Linked DNA regions of Sus scrofa: region 1 is linked to region 2. Evidence: chromatin contacts called from public Hi-C data. All regions are on one chromosome and are shown on one strand. Each heading gives the region's core, a stretch centred on a gene start, on an enhancer-like site or on the middle of the called end of the contact. The rest is flanking DNA. Distances are from core to core; before and after follow the strand shown.

Region 1 (7,386 bases), core at 1,801-4,300, 820 kb after region 2:
AAAAAGCCCACACACACAACTGGTACGTACATGCACCCAGGGGGGTTCTGAACAAGCCCTCGCGAGAGCAAGTGGACATTTAAGGAAGGATTCTCCTGGGTCCCTAGCCCTCCTCCAGGCAGCTGCCTGGCCAGGTCCAGAGGAAGAAGGGGACAGGGTTGATCCAGAGCCAGATCTTGCCCCCCCATCCTCTTTCTAAACAGTCAGAGTCACAGCTCTAGCTGTAAATTGGATATGCAATTAAGGGTTTAAATTAAGCCACACTAAGTTTTAATTACCAAATGTGACCAGGAAGTTATGGAACACACCCAAGATTTTCTTAAGGGAGGAGAAAATAGTGGATTCTACACAGCACAACTGAACAGAGAGATCTCACAAAGTACATGCGGCTCTTTCATTCTCCTTGGGCTCCATTGCAATGCCTTCAAGATCCCATTGTCACAGAAGCAATTTTTGTGCTCTCCTGGTCAAATAATCCGAGAATGTTAATTTCCCTTTTCTTCCCCGTACTTTTTGCCTACTTCTGGGATTGCATAGTTGAGTTTCACTCATGGGCCACCCCACATTCAACCTCTCACTAAAAGTTCAAAGTCAAGTATGTGGCCATTTGCAAGAGAATCTGTCTGGCGTGGAAGCCTAGGTCTCCAGAGTGAGGGATTAGCGGACATGCCAAAGCCTGCATCTGCTTCCTGGGCGACCTCTTGAGGCGCGCACACAGCAGGAGCCGAGCTCTCGGGCCGGGCTCCCTAGAGGAGCGAGCTCAGGAGCCCCATTCTGAGCACAGGCTGCAGTTGACCTTTGTTTGCAGTTAGTCGCTCTTGTGGGTTCTAGCTTATTCTGGATTAAGGGGACCTTGACTTGATGTCAGATGCTTTTAGAAACACCTTTTCAGTCTCCATTGATGAAACCGGATGGGGCGGCCGGATGTGCAGGGTGAGGGCAAGTTGGGTGGGACTACTCCAGACAGGAGATCCGCCCTTTATTTTTATGTGAAGATTTTTGTGCCCAAATCTCCCCCCTTATTGTTACCAGGGTTAAAACAAAAAACAAACATTTGAAAATGAAATAGTATTTGTGTTCCTGCTTTCTAATTTTAAAAATAAATTATGAGGAGTTCCCGTCCTGGCGCAGTGGTTAACGAATCCAACTGGGAACCATGAGGTTGCAGGTTCGATCCCTGGCCTTGCTCAGTGGGTAAAGGATCCGGCGTTGATTGAGCTGTGGTGTAGGTTGCAGACATGGCTCGGATCCCACGGTGCTGTGGTGTAGGCTGGCGACTACAGCTCTGATTCGACCCCTACCTGGGAACCTCCATATGCCGCGGGAGCGGCTCAAGAAAAGGCAAAAAGACAAAAAAATAAAAATAAAAATAAATTATGAATCTCTAAGCCTGATATTTTTCCAGATGAATAAAATAATAGTTTTCCCCAGGAGCTTCCCTGAGGCTCCTCTTCTTCCACTGTATGCCAGCTGACCAAAAAACTAATAAAGATGTATGTCCTGGTGGGTCCTTCACGTCAGTGGATAATTATGTAACTCTAAGAAGTCATGCCACAATCTTAAAATAGTCATTCTTCAATCAGCCAAGATACTCAGTCAATAAATGTCATTCCATGTGACCGTGACGACGACTGCCAAGTTGTGCGATCTTAAAATGTAGGGAGGAAAAGAACAAGAAGGGTGAATATCCAGGATAGGACCAGACTCGGGGGAGGGGCAGATTTTCGGGTAAACCGGCCAGACTCCACCGAAGTCCATTCATATCTGGAAGTCTTTATCGTTGTCTCAAGCCTGGAATCAATGACCATCATCCCCTTGAGAGTCTGAAACCTGAAACAAGCATTTTTCTTTAAGCACCTTTGCAAAAGCACTTAATTTTCCATGAGAACTCACTGTCTTGACCTGGCTCCTGGAATTCAAGAAAAGGGTGGAAAGTCGAGTCCAATAAGTGAATAACTTTCAGGAACTTCAAACTTCATTATTTCTGATGGCAACCCAACGCGTTTTCCATTGTAAAAAAAAAGAAAAAGAAAAAAGAGAGGGAGAAGTATCCTGCGCTCAAGTAGCTCTTTCCAAGAGGGGGATGAGAGCACAGCCCTCTTCCGCCGCGAGAGGCTCACATTCTATATCTGGTTGGCTCAGAGCGTCTTTGTTTCGAGTCCAGCCCCTGGTTGAGGGTCAGCTAACGAAGGACAGAACGAGGTTCAAATTCTTTAATTAGTTCTGTCAGTGATTCTCTGTGGTTGGCAATAAAAGAAGTACTTTCTGGGAGATCAGGTTCTCACACTGGAACGTTGGATAAAGCACTTGAAAGGCCAAGATCATTTTCAGCCCATTGTTCTAGCCTGTTTCTTTTTTTGCTAAAGTGCTTCGGAGCCAAAATTTTTTATGTCATCCCCACAGTCGGGGCCCACGGGCACCAATGAGAATGTGGCTTTTTCAGGTATTCATGCATGGAGACCCACCGTCTGAGCCGGGCTTGGGGAGGCAGGGCACTCCCCGAGCCAACTGGGAGAAGAAGCAATTTTAGTTTGGAAATGTTGGGAATGAGCGATGCACTCTGAGATTCATGTTTCCTGCAATGTCAGAGGTCAAGTCCAAAGTGAGAATGCTTCCGGAAGGATGCGGGCAGCTTGCGGAGGATGCTGAAACTTGCTTAGAAATCAACAGGGCGGGGGGAGAACAAGCCCAAACAAAAAACAAACGGGGAAAAAAAAACCCAAACTTTCAAACAAGCGTCTTTGGAATGATCATGCTCTTTCAGTCCAGCGAGTCCTAATCTCTCAACTCCACGGAGGTCTGTCTACAACTGACCACATACCTTGATGCAAAGGCAACAAATAACCTTAAAACTATGTAACTTCATTGATCTAACCATGTCCCGAGACAGAAATTCTTCAGAGAGCACAGGATAAAAACAGGATTCCAGTTTTATCTCAAAAATGGGACATTGCAAATTCGGGCAAAACCCACAAAGAAGAAGTGACCATGTCTTTCCGGCTCTTGGAGCAGCTGGAGCATGTCTGGAAGGAACCACACCCGCTGCCTCCTCACTGAGTCACCCCCCCGCCCCCATCCCGGAGCGCCGGCCTCACTTCCTGACCAGGAGAAGGTCTCCTAGGAGGGATCCCTTCTCTGTCCCCTGCCTGGGGCCACGGGCAGGGAGAAGGTGTCCAATCTTAGGGTGACAGCTAATTTCATAAGTGTTTCTCTAGGGCAGTCTGACTTTTCTCCAAAGACCTAGAGCAAACCCAGGTCACACATTCATTGGAGGGGGAAACATTTACTGTTTAAAGGTTACCTTCTTGCCACTGTCCAGGAAAAAAAAAAGCAATTCCTCGGGAGTATCACTTCTCTGGTTTAAGCACCAGGTGACTCTTAAAACTGTCTTGGGACAACATCTTGTTCGCCACAGGAGAAATTCAAACATCAAGACCGAAAACAGGAGTTGGGGGTGCAGTGGAAATGAATCTGACAAGTAACCATGAGGTCCTGCGTTCGATCCCTGTCCTCGCTCAGTGGGTTAAGGAGCCCACGTTGCTGTGGCTGTGGTGCAGGCCAACAGCTGTAGCTCCGATTAGACCCCTAGCCTGGGAACCTCCATATACCTCAAGTGTGGCCCTAAAAAGCAAAAAAAAAAAAAAAAGTAAAGAAAACAAAAGCAGAGAGAGAACAGAGGGAGTAGACATGGGTTTACCATGTGTGGAGCAAAGACTCATCACTCTGCTTCCCTACTGCACATGCGTGTCGCTCTCTGCTTCCCTGTGGACATGCGTGTCGCTCTCTGCTTCCCTGTGGACATGCGTGTCACTCTCTGCTTCCCTGTGGACATGTGTGTCACTCTCTGCTTCCCTATGGACATGCGTGTCACTCTCTGCTTCCCTATGGACATGCGTGTCACTCTCTGCTTCCCTACTGGACATGCGTATCACTCTCTGCTTCCCTGTGGACATGCGTGTCACTCTCTGCTTCCCTATGGACATGCGTGTCACTCTCTGCTTCCCTATGGACATGCGTGTCACTCTCTGCTTCCCTACTGGACATGCATGTCACTCTCTGCTTCCCTATGGACATGCGTGTCTCTCTCTGCTTCCCTACTGGAGATGCGTGTCACTCTCTGCTTCCCTATGGACATGCGTGTCACTCTCTGCTTCCCTATGGACATGCGTGTCGCTCTCTGCTTCCCTATGGACATGCGTGTCGCTCTCTGCTTCCCTATGGACATGCGTGTCGCTCTCTGCTTCCCTACTGGACATGTGTGTCGCTCTCTGCTTCCCTGTGGACATGCGTGTCACTCTCTGCTTCCCTGTGGACATGCGTGTCACTCTCTGCTTCCCTATGGACATGCGTGTCACTGCTTCCCTATGGACATGCGTGTCTCTCTCTGCTTCCCTATGGACATGCGTGTCGCTCTCTGCTTCCCTACTGGACATGCGTGTCGCTCTCTGCTTCCCTGTGGACATGCGTGTCACTCTCTGCTTCCCTACTGGACATGCGTATCACTCTCTGCTTCCCTGTGGACATGCGTGTCACTCTCTGCTTCCCTGTGGACATGCGTGTCACTCTCTGCTTCCCTATGGACATGCGTGTCACTCTCTGCTTCCCTATGGACATGCGTGTCACTGCTTCCCTATGGACATGCGTGTCTCTCTCTGCTTCCCTATGGACATGCGTGTCACTCTGCTTCCCTACTGGACATGCGTGTCGCTCTCTGCTTCCCTGTGGACATGCGTGTCACTCTCTGCTTCCCTACTGGACATGCGTATCACTCTCTGCTTCCCTGTGGACATGCGTGTCACTCTCTGCTTCCCTGTGGACATGCGTGTCACTCTCTGCTTCCCTATGGACATGCGTGTCACTCTCTGCTTCCCTATGGACATGCGTGTCACTGCTTCCCTATGGACATGCGTGTCTCTCTCTGCTTCCCTATGGACATGCGTGTCACTCTGCTTCCCTACTGGACATGCGTGTCGCTCTCTGCTTCCCTATGGACATGCGTGTCTCTCTCTGCTTCCCTATGGACATGCGTGTCGCTCTCTGCTTCCCTATGGACATGCGTGTCACTCTCTGCTTCCCTATGGACATGCGTGTCACTGCTTCCCTATGGACATGCGTGTCTCTCTCTGCTTCCCTATGGACATGCGTGTCGCTCTCTGCTTCCCTACTGGACATGCGTGTCGCTCTCTGCTTCCCTATGGACATGCGTGTCACTCTCTGCTTCCCTATGGACATGCGTGTCACTCTCTGCTTCCCTACTGCACATGCGTGTCACTCTCTGCTTCCCTACTGGAGATGCGTGTCACTCTCTGCTTCCCTATGGACATGCGTGTCACTCTCTGCTTCCCTATGGACATGCGTGTCACTCTCTGCTTCCCTATGGACATGCGTGTCTCTCTCTGCTTCCCTATGGACATGCGTGTCGCTCTCTGCTTCCTTACTGCACATGCGTGTCACTCTCTGCTTCCCTATGGACATGCGTGTCACTCTCTGCTTCCCTATGGACATGCGTGTCACTCTCTGCTTCCTTACTGCACATGCGTGTCTCTCTCTGCTTCCCTATGGACATGCGTGTCGCTCTCTGCTTCCTTACTGCACATGCGTGTCACATGTGTTTTCTGTGACCGTCAGGACCATGCCCGCTGCCGTCATCCCCCTCAGGGCATCGCTGAGTTCCACTCCCGGCCTGCCTAGCTCAAGGGTGTTCTTGCCGGGGGAACAGGTCAGGCTCTTGCTTTATTCAGATGAAGTGTGAGGCAGAAGTGATTTCTTTTCACAAGGGCATCGCGCTGCACACCTAGCTTGCAGAATATTCGACGGCATGGCGAGTTTGTAAGGTGTTATCTGGGCAAGTGTGGCCAGGGGACAGGGAAGACAGACGTGCAGCTCACTCAGTGACGTGCCCTGCCTGCCATCCTCTTCCATACCCTGCCCTCTGGGCATCTGGTTATATGCGTTCTCGACCCAGTGATATCTGTGACTTTGCCCACGATGTCCCCCTTTGCTGATGTCTGCACATCAGGCCGGCGTCTTGGCTGGAAGGATGATCTCCCTGTGCCCCAGTTCCACAGCAGGGCTTTGAAGTTTTCGTGCTGGGTCTTTCAAATGATTTCTTCTGCCCACCCTGCTCCGGATTACTTGAAAAATAGCAAATAACAACAGCAAGCCTGTCTTAAATTTGCCAAAAGAAATTGCCTGGGACTTTTCAGAAGCCACATTCAATTTATGAATAAATGAAATGGATCTTCTCGACCAGCCATGACAATAAGCGCTGGCCTACATATTCAGGCCTGAAAGGAGTGGAGGCAGTGGGCCTAATGAGAAGCAGTCAGCGAATCTAATGAGAATCAGACAGAAGGCCTAATGAGACATTTAACATGCTCTGCCTCTCCCTCCTCTTTTGTTCCGTTTTCATGGGAATCTGTGTTTGGGGAGCTCAGTTGCACTGGCTACAAGCAGATACATATGGCCCTAGTAGGGTGATCCAGGAGACAATAGAAGGCATGGCGATGACCAGGGAGGCGGGAGGGTGGACTTGCAAAATGTACCCAAAGACCGTGATAATGTGGCGAGGTGGGGGACTTAATTGTATCCACGCCTTTTCCAGAATACCGCAGACTCAGGAACTATTGGTGAAGGCACGGTAAACAGGCAGGGACTGCAGTCTCATGACGTCACTGCTGAGAGCGCAATGGCGATGAGAAAAGCGAGCCGCGCTCCCTCTGCGGCGGACGGTGGCCGATCGGAGGGAAGGGGCAGGAATGCAGGTGCTGCAGGAAGGGGGATGCCTGGAAGAGCCTCCTGCTGAGGCAGCGGTCCCTGGGCCACGAGGCGTTTGCATCTGGGAACCTCGGGTGGACAGACGCTCTCCAAAGATGGGTGGGCGGGGCCGAAGGCGGGGGCGGAGCCAGACCTGACCCGCGGCAGCTCTGCCTCTCAGGTGCCTGTGCTGGCAGCACGCAGAGGAAATAGCTACAGGTCCTTGCCACTGTCTGAAATTTCGTCTGAGCCATGGATTTCGCAGTTTGGGAGTAGAATTTGGTTCTGAGAAAGTAGGCAGGATTTCTGTCCAATTACCTAGCACGCAAGCCCGAGAAATGTGCCTGAGCCCTTATTGCCTGCCTTTCCAGTAACAGCCTCTGTGGACACACGTGCTCTTTTATTTGCGTGCCCAACTGTGTGATCGAAAGGCATCTCTGCCCTTCTCTCATAAATGGCTATCCATTTATTTATGACAACTCTTCTTTTGGTTGTCAGAGCCTAGCTTTTGCTGGCTCACCTATGTCCTGAGTTAAAACCGGCTTGTTCTTTGGTGGCGCCACCTAGTGGCTTACGATGGCAACACAGTCTCAGCAACCAAATGACTAAGGATGTAGAGGCCAAATTGTT
Region 2 (7,755 bases), core at 707-3,206:
GCAGGGAAGGGCCTCATCTTTCCACCTCGGCCGTCAGCCTGGTGACTGACGCAGCCATCACCATGCTCTGACTGTTGGGTTGATTGACAAGCCATGAGACAAGGAATGGAAAGGGCCAGATGGCTAAGAAAAGGTCAGGCTGCTTGGGGGCTTGGTGAAAAAGCTCGGGGAAGAAGGCCAGTGGCATGGTTCTGGCAAAGTCCCGTCTGGGCCTGGAGAAGGAAAAAGTGAATCAGAGCTTTAGAATTTCAAACTGGAAGGGATCTGGGGTGTTATCTAGCCTTGCATTTCATAAAATATTTCTCAGAACTCTTGTCTCACAACATGCTCAGTGATTAAAAAAAAAAATTCGAATCACTTTTGTTTGAGAAATATGGAAAACCACATTCCCCCCGGGACATTAGAGGGCAAAGCATCTGGGAAATCCTGTGGTAAAGACACCTGTTACCTGGTATCTTCATTTATTTTATTTTATTTTAAAATGATTTTTATTTTCTCCATTATAGCTGGTTTACAGTGTCCTGTCCATTTTCTACTGTACAGATAGCAAAGTGATCCAATCACACACACATGTATACATTCTTTTTCTCGCATTATCCCCCATCAAGCTCCATCGCAAGTGACTAGATATAGTTCCCAATGCCACACAGCAGGATCTCCTTGCTTATCCACCCCAAAAGCACTAGTTTGCATCCATTAACCCCAGATTCCCAGTCCATCCCACTCCCCGCCCCTCCTCCTTGGCAACCCCAAGTCTGTTCTCCAAGTCCATGAGTCTTACCTGGTCCTTCCAAAACATCATTTCACCATTAAACACCTCGTATCATCTAACAGAACCAGTGTTCTGCAGAGTTCATTCTGAGGACCAGAGGTCCAGTCTCTTCCTTGTGTACCACAAACAGTAAACCGAGACGCTTGAAAGCTAAGTGATTTATCTAAGGACAGACTCAGAGCTAAAGACTTGACTTCGATGGCCCTTACCGCTTTATAAATCTAAATAAATGAATACTTCTTAAGCATAGTACATATAAAATTACCATTTGCTCATACTCTTGAGAAAAATACTCAACCAAAAAGGATTTGTAAAAATGACCTGTCCACTAAGTCACAACTCCCATTCCTGCATGCATTCTGGATTCTGGATTTTCTACAAGAGTTTATATTTTTGCTTTAAACATATGTTTTTTGCTTACATGAGACATAACAATGTAACAGTAATCAAGCACATGTGATGTTCCAGGCACCCTGTGAAGGGCTTTGTATGCATTTTCTCCACTAATCCTAACAAATCTATAAATGAGCTGACATGATCACACCATTTCAAGTTGAAGAAGCTGATGAAGTTCCCTGCAGTGGCCCAGCAGTTAAGAGACCCGACTAGTATGCTTGAGGATGCGGGTTTGACCCCTGGCTTCGTTCAGTGGGTTCAAGATCCAGCGTTGCCCTGAGCTGTGGTGTAGGTCACAGACTCAGCTTGGATCCTGAGTTCCTGTGGCTGTGGCACAGGCTGGCAGCTACAGCTCTGATTCGACCCCTAGCCTGGGAACCTCCAGATGCCGTGGGCGTGGCCCTAAAAAGTAAATAAATAAATAACATAAATAAGGTTGAAGAAGCTTAGACGCAGAGAAGTAAGGAGTTGTCCAAAGTTATGTAGGTGAAGAAGCTGCATCTCTGACCCAGGTCTGGCCAACTCCAGAGCTTACAGTCTTAACCAATGATGTTTTCATAAGATGCAGGAAGCTCTGTGGATTTAGAAGATTCCACACTGACATCTCAAACTGTTCTGTTTCATCAGCCCCCAGTAGGAAAAGCAAGTGACTCAATGACAAAAGAATTTATACTAAGGCAGTGACATGTTGAGCAAGGCTCCAGCCTGCTGTTTATTCTCTGGCTTTCTATAAATCATGCAGCCTTAAGAAAGAGGTGGGACTTTGTGTAGTCAACTTTGAAAAAGACCGCAGAAGCCAGAATTGCATCATCATGTGAGGTCTGCGACTAACCACCTGCTTGGTCATCACTTGACCAGTTGAGTAAGACGGCCAGGCCGTGAGAGGAAAAGTCAACGACCCACAGGCACACAGACACGCTATTTTTTTCCTTCCTTTTTATTCATGGCCTCATGAGGAATGCTGTGGGAAAACATTCAATTCCTGAAGTTCCACTGACGACAAATGAAGATATTTGAACTAACTCTTGCTAAGAAACCATAATCCCCAAACACAGACCCTATCATAATTATACTTGAGAATTGCATTTTTTTTTTCTGTTTTTTTTTTTTTTTTTTCAAAGTGAAAATGCCTCGGAAAATTGCAAAGCCATCTGACTTCCCATGGGTAGAATTTATTAGATGTGGAAATAATTTACCTTTGGCGTTCTTGCTCTAACACAGTGGGTTAGGAATCCAACTGCAGGGGCACGAGTTCGATCCCTGGCCTGGGACAGTGGGTTGAGGATCTGGTGTTGCCACAGCTGTGGCATAGGTCTCAGCTTAGGCTCGGATTCAATCCCTGGACCAGGAACTTCCATATGCCAAATGTGCAGCCATTAAAAAAATAGAAAGAAAATAATTCACCTTCTTATAGGTAGACCTTGTGATTAGCCTTTAAGGAAAACTAAGATCAGAGTAATAAAATCTTCCGTGTGCAGAGTGGCCATCGCTCAAAAACCATATCCATTTCCTCTTTCTGATGCTCACAGGAGCCTTCTGAACGTGAACGCGTGTTGGGCTGCTTTTTCATAGTCAGTAAACTATGTATTGAGTGGCTATTTTGTGCCAGGCACTGGCAACACACTAGCAAATGAAGGAAAGGTGGCAGTCAATGAATGAATGAATAGTGAATGAACAATTAAATAAAGATGCTATTTGGTAGCTGACTGAGAAAGAGGGCCAGAGCAGTTCCTTTAGAAGAGCATCTCAGAACAGGGACTTGTAACCAGAGACCTAAATGCTAAGGAGCGCGTTTGGCAAGGACCGGACCTGCTCTTCCGCAGAGATGAGAACAATGAGACTCAAACGGAGTCAGTGACGAATGGCTATATGGTTTGTCCGCGATGAACTTGGACTTCAACCACACGTTTCCGAGTCCAAGGACAGTGCTCTGCCTGTCCACCGTCCCCTTCAACAGCAGACATGGTGGGATATGTGAATAATGCCCATCGCTCCTTCTGCGCACTAGGAGAGCCAGCCTAAATACTCTAAGTGGTCTTTTTGACAGTTCTTTTTGCTTTTTATGGCCACAGCTGTGCCATACGGAAGCTCCCTGGCTAGGGGACGAATGGGAGCTGCAGCTGAGGCCTACACCAGGCCACCGCAACGCCAGGGCTGCCTGCTTATGTTCTGATCAAAAGGAGTGTATACAGGGATAACTCTGAGAGGCTTTTTTTTTTTTTTTCCTTCTCTCTCTTTCCTCACTCTCATGTGTGAGTATCTCTTAGTTTGGGGCAGGAACGGGCACACTGCATCTGACTGTCCCGCCCAGTGCCTAGGACTTCACCATGTCCAGCTTCCCTCTACCAGTGGCCCTATGCCGAATGATTCAAAATATTTGTGCCTCTCTTCGCAAATGTATTGACAAGATTATGAGGCAAGACCTTTCGATGGAATGCCATTATTGCAGTTTGAAAAATCCCTGGATTTCATGAACATAGATGATTAAAGAAACTTTTAAAGAAGCTGTTGACAAGAATACTTCCAAAATAGATTAGATGCGAATTCAAAAGATGACCACACACACACACACACACACATTCTTAGGGGCACTTTCTGATCTTTGTAGGAAAAATAGGCAATTAACTAACATGCATTTAGCGAAAACTCTGTTGGTATTGGAACTGAAAATTTTCATCCAGATTGGGAAAGACCCAAAAATATCTTGACAAAAAAACACCCAATTAAATAGTAGTCATAAACTTGTTTAAATCTTTTTTGTTGATATTGATTCATGTACTACATAATTTTAAGTGGCTTAATTTTATTTGTTTTTATCAAAGTATAGTTGATTTACAATATGATGTCAGTTTCGGGTATATGGTATAGTGATTCGGTATTTTTATAGATTATACCTCATTAAAAGTTACTAAAGGAGGGAGTTCCCTTCGTGACTCAGCAGTTAATGAATCTGATTAGGATCCGTCAGCATTCGGGTTTGATCCTCGGCCTCACTCAGTGGGTTAAGGATCTGGTATTGCTGTGAGCTGCGGTGTGGGTTGAAGACGCGGTGGCTCAGATCCTGCCTTGTTGTGGCTGTGGTGTAGGCTGGCGGCTATAGCTCCGATTCGACCCCTAGCCTGGGAACCTCCACATGCTGCAGGTGGGCCTCCCACCCCTTAAAAAAGTTACTATCAAATAAGGGCTCCAGGAGTACCCGATAATGGCACAGCAGAAACGAATCCAACTAGTATGCATGAAGATGAGGGTTCGATGCCTGGCCTACATCAGTGGGTTAAGGGTCCGGTGTTGCCCTGAGCTGTGGTGTGGATTGCAGACACAGCTTGCATCCCAAGTTGCTGTTGCTGTTGCTGTTGCTGTGGCTCTGGCATAGGCCGGCAGTAACTCTGATTCAACCCCTAGCCTGGGAACCTCCATATGCTGCAAGTGTGGCCCTGAAAAGCAAGCAAAAAAAAAAAAGTTCTCTAATCCCCTGTGCTGAAAACTATATCCTTGCTGCTTATCTGTTTTATGCATAGTGGTTTGTATTTCTTAATCCCAGGCTCCTGCTGTGCCCTGCTTCCCTCTCCCTACTCTAACTACTAATTTGTTTTCCATATCTGTGAGTCTGATTCTATTTTGCTGTAACACTGGTTTGCTTTATTTTTCAGAGTCCACATATCATGCAGTATTTGTCTTTTCTGAGTTATTTCACTAAGGGTGGTATTCACAGATCCATCCATGTTGCTGCAAATGGCAGAATTTTATTCTTTTTTATGACCGAGTAATATTCCTCACACTGTATACAAAAAATGAATGAAAGACCTAATGTAAAACCTGAAGCCATAAAACTTCTAGAAGGAAACATAGGCAGAGCACTCTGATATAAATCACAGCAACATTTTGGGGGGCTCTATCTCCTAAGGCAAAAGAAGTAAAAGGAAAAATAAACAAACAGGAGCTAATTAAACTTAAAAGCTTTTGCCTAGCAAAGGAAACCATCACAAAACAAAAGAAAATAAAACCCTACTGAATGATAGAAAATATTTACAAATGATATGACCACAACTTTCAATATCCAAAATATATAAACAGCTCATATGACTCAGTATCAAAAAACTCAACCATGAAAAAAATGGGCAGATCTGAATAGACATTTTCCAAAGAAAACATGCAGTTGGCCAACAAGCATACAAAAAATGTTCAAAATCAGTACTCATCAGAGAAATGCACATCAAGAGCACAATGAGATATCACTTCACACTGGTCAGAATGACTACCTTGAAAAAGTCTGCAAATAACGAATGTTGGTTAGGATGTGGAGAAAAGGGATCCCTTGGGCACTGTTGGCAGGAGTGTAAATTGGTGGAGCCATTGTGGAAACCACTGAAGCTTCCTCAGAAAACGAAAAATCGAACCACCTTATGACTTAGCAGTGCCATTCCTGGGTATATATCTGGAGAAAAACGAAAACACTAATTTGTAAAGATACACATACTCTAAAGTGAATTAATTTTAAAGTGAATTAATTCAGATACTATATATTTAAGCTTTTTGTTTCTATTAATTTATATACTATTCAATTAATCATTTTAAAGTGAACGGCTTCCAGGGTTTCCCATGTATTATTCACAAGGTTTTATAACCATCAATACTGTCTAATTCTAGAACATTGTTATATCATCTCAAAAAAAACCCATTAGTCACTCTTACCTTGCACTGCCCTGAGCCCGGGGAACTGGTAATCCTTCCTCCCTTCCTCCCTCCCTCTCTCCTTCCCTCCTTCCTTCCTTCCTTCCTCTCTTTCTCTTTCCTTCCTTCCTTCCCTCCTTCCTTCCTTCCTTCCTCCTTCCTCCCTCCCTCCCTCTCTCTCTCTCTCTCCCCCTTTCTTTCTTTCTCTTTCTTTCTTCCTTCCTTCCTTCCTCCTTCCTCCCTCCCTTCCTCCTTCTCTCTCTTCCTTCCGTCCTTCCTTCCTTCCTTCCTTCTTTCCTGCCTTCTCTCTCTCCTTCCTTCCTTCTTTCCTTTCTGGAGTTGCCCATTCTGGACAACTCACATGAACAGAACCATACAGTATGTGGTCTTTTGTGTCTGGCATCTTTTCAGTCAGCATAGTTTCAACACTCATCCTTGTTGTAGCAGGTATCAATACTTCATTCCTTTTTGGGGGGCGGGGGGGGTGCCTGTGGCTTGTGGAAGTTTCTGGGCCAGGGATTGAACCCATACCACAGCAGTGGCCCGAGCCACTGCAGTCATGATGCCACATCCTTAACCCACTGAGCCACAAGAGAACTCTGGGTCCAGCTTTCCTGTCTTTTTTTTTTTTTTTTTTTGCCATGCCAGCAGGCTGCAGAAGATCCCAAGCCAGGGACTGAACCCAAGACATAGCTGTGACAGCACTGAATCCTTAACCACTAGGCCACCAGGGAACTCCCTCATCCCTTTTCAATGGCTGGTTAGCATTCAATTTTGTGGATAGACCGCATTTATTTATCCGTTCATCGGTGGATGGACATCTGGGTTGCTTCCCCTTTTTTGCTATTAAAACTAATGCTGCAATGAACATTTGCGTGCCCATATTTATGTGGACGTGTTCTCACTTTAGTCTGTCTTTTTTTTTGACCTTCCCCACCACATGGAGAAGTTCCCAGGCCAGGGATTGAACCAGTGCCACAACAGCGATTGGAGCCATTGCGGTGACGCCAGATCCTTAACCCACTGAGCTGCAGGAGAACTCCTTCACTTCTCTCAGGTGTGTACCCAGGAGGGCAATTGCTCGGTCACATGGTAGCATTCTGTTTACCTTTTTGAAAAGCTTCCCAAGTGTCTCACACAGCAGCTCTACCACCTCGCACTCCCAGCAGCAGTGAGTGAAAATTCCAATTTCCTCACTTACTCATCAGCCCTCATACGTTTCTCTTTCTTTCTTTTTTTTTTTTTTTTTTTTTTTTTTTTGTCTTTTTGCTATTTCTTGGGCCGCTCCCGCGGCATATGGAGGTTCCCAGGCTAGGGGTCTCATCGGAGCTGTAGGCACCAGCCTACGCCAGAGCCACAGCAACGCGGGATCCGAGCCGCGTCTGCAACCTACACCACAGCTCACGGCAACGCCGGATCGTTAACCCACTGAGCAAGGGCAGGGACCGAACCCGCAACCTCATGGTTCCTAGTCGGATTCGTTAACGGCTGAGCCACGACGGGAACTCCTCTTTCTTTCTTAATTACAGCCAGGCTTGTGGGTCACTCTTCAGGCTTCCTCATGGGTGGTATCTCATTGCAATTTGGGTTTGTATTTCCCTAGTGACTAATGATGTGGAACATTATTTCGTGTGCTTATTGGCCAGTGGTATATCTTTTGTGGAGAAATGTCTGTTTCAGTCATTTGCCCATTTTTAAATTGGGCTCTTTTTATTTTCAGTCGTAAGACTGTTTCGAATATTCTAGACACTAGACCTCCAACAGATATAAACTTTGCATCCATTTCCCCTCTTTCTGTGGGTGTTTAGTGCAGTGTTACAGGTTATAGATGACTGTGGATCTGGACCGTAATTGTCAGGCACTATAGCATAACGCATCCTTTTTGTGCATATCACTCCGTCTACCCTTCTATCTAT

The links. A called contact is a pair of places that touch in the nucleus more often than the background predicts.
Region 1: a contact with region 2 is called in a Hi-C map of embryonic fibroblasts, with 2.1 times the contacts expected there. The contact joins two enhancer-like sites. A contact is called at or near these places in 2 of 47 Hi-C or Micro-C datasets (embryonic fibroblasts and heart right ventricle).

What each region holds. Positions count from the first base shown.
Region 1 is chr18:53,545,226-53,552,611 of Sscrofa11.1, forward strand. No RefSeq gene overlaps it. Among named protein-coding and RNA genes, the nearest start is that of INHBA, 660 kb to the left of the region's middle. Within about 2 kb of position 3,051, at least 7 of the 83 cell types and tissues checked have an H3K27ac peak or open chromatin away from gene starts, as enhancers often do. A contact at or near this core is called in embryonic fibroblasts, where this site is marked.
Region 2 is chr18:52,726,020-52,733,774 of Sscrofa11.1, forward strand. No RefSeq gene overlaps it. Among named protein-coding and RNA genes, the nearest start is that of INHBA, 160 kb to the right of the region's middle. Within about 2 kb of position 1,957, at least 13 of the 83 cell types and tissues checked have an H3K27ac peak or open chromatin away from gene starts, as enhancers often do. A contact at or near this core is called in embryonic fibroblasts, where this site is marked.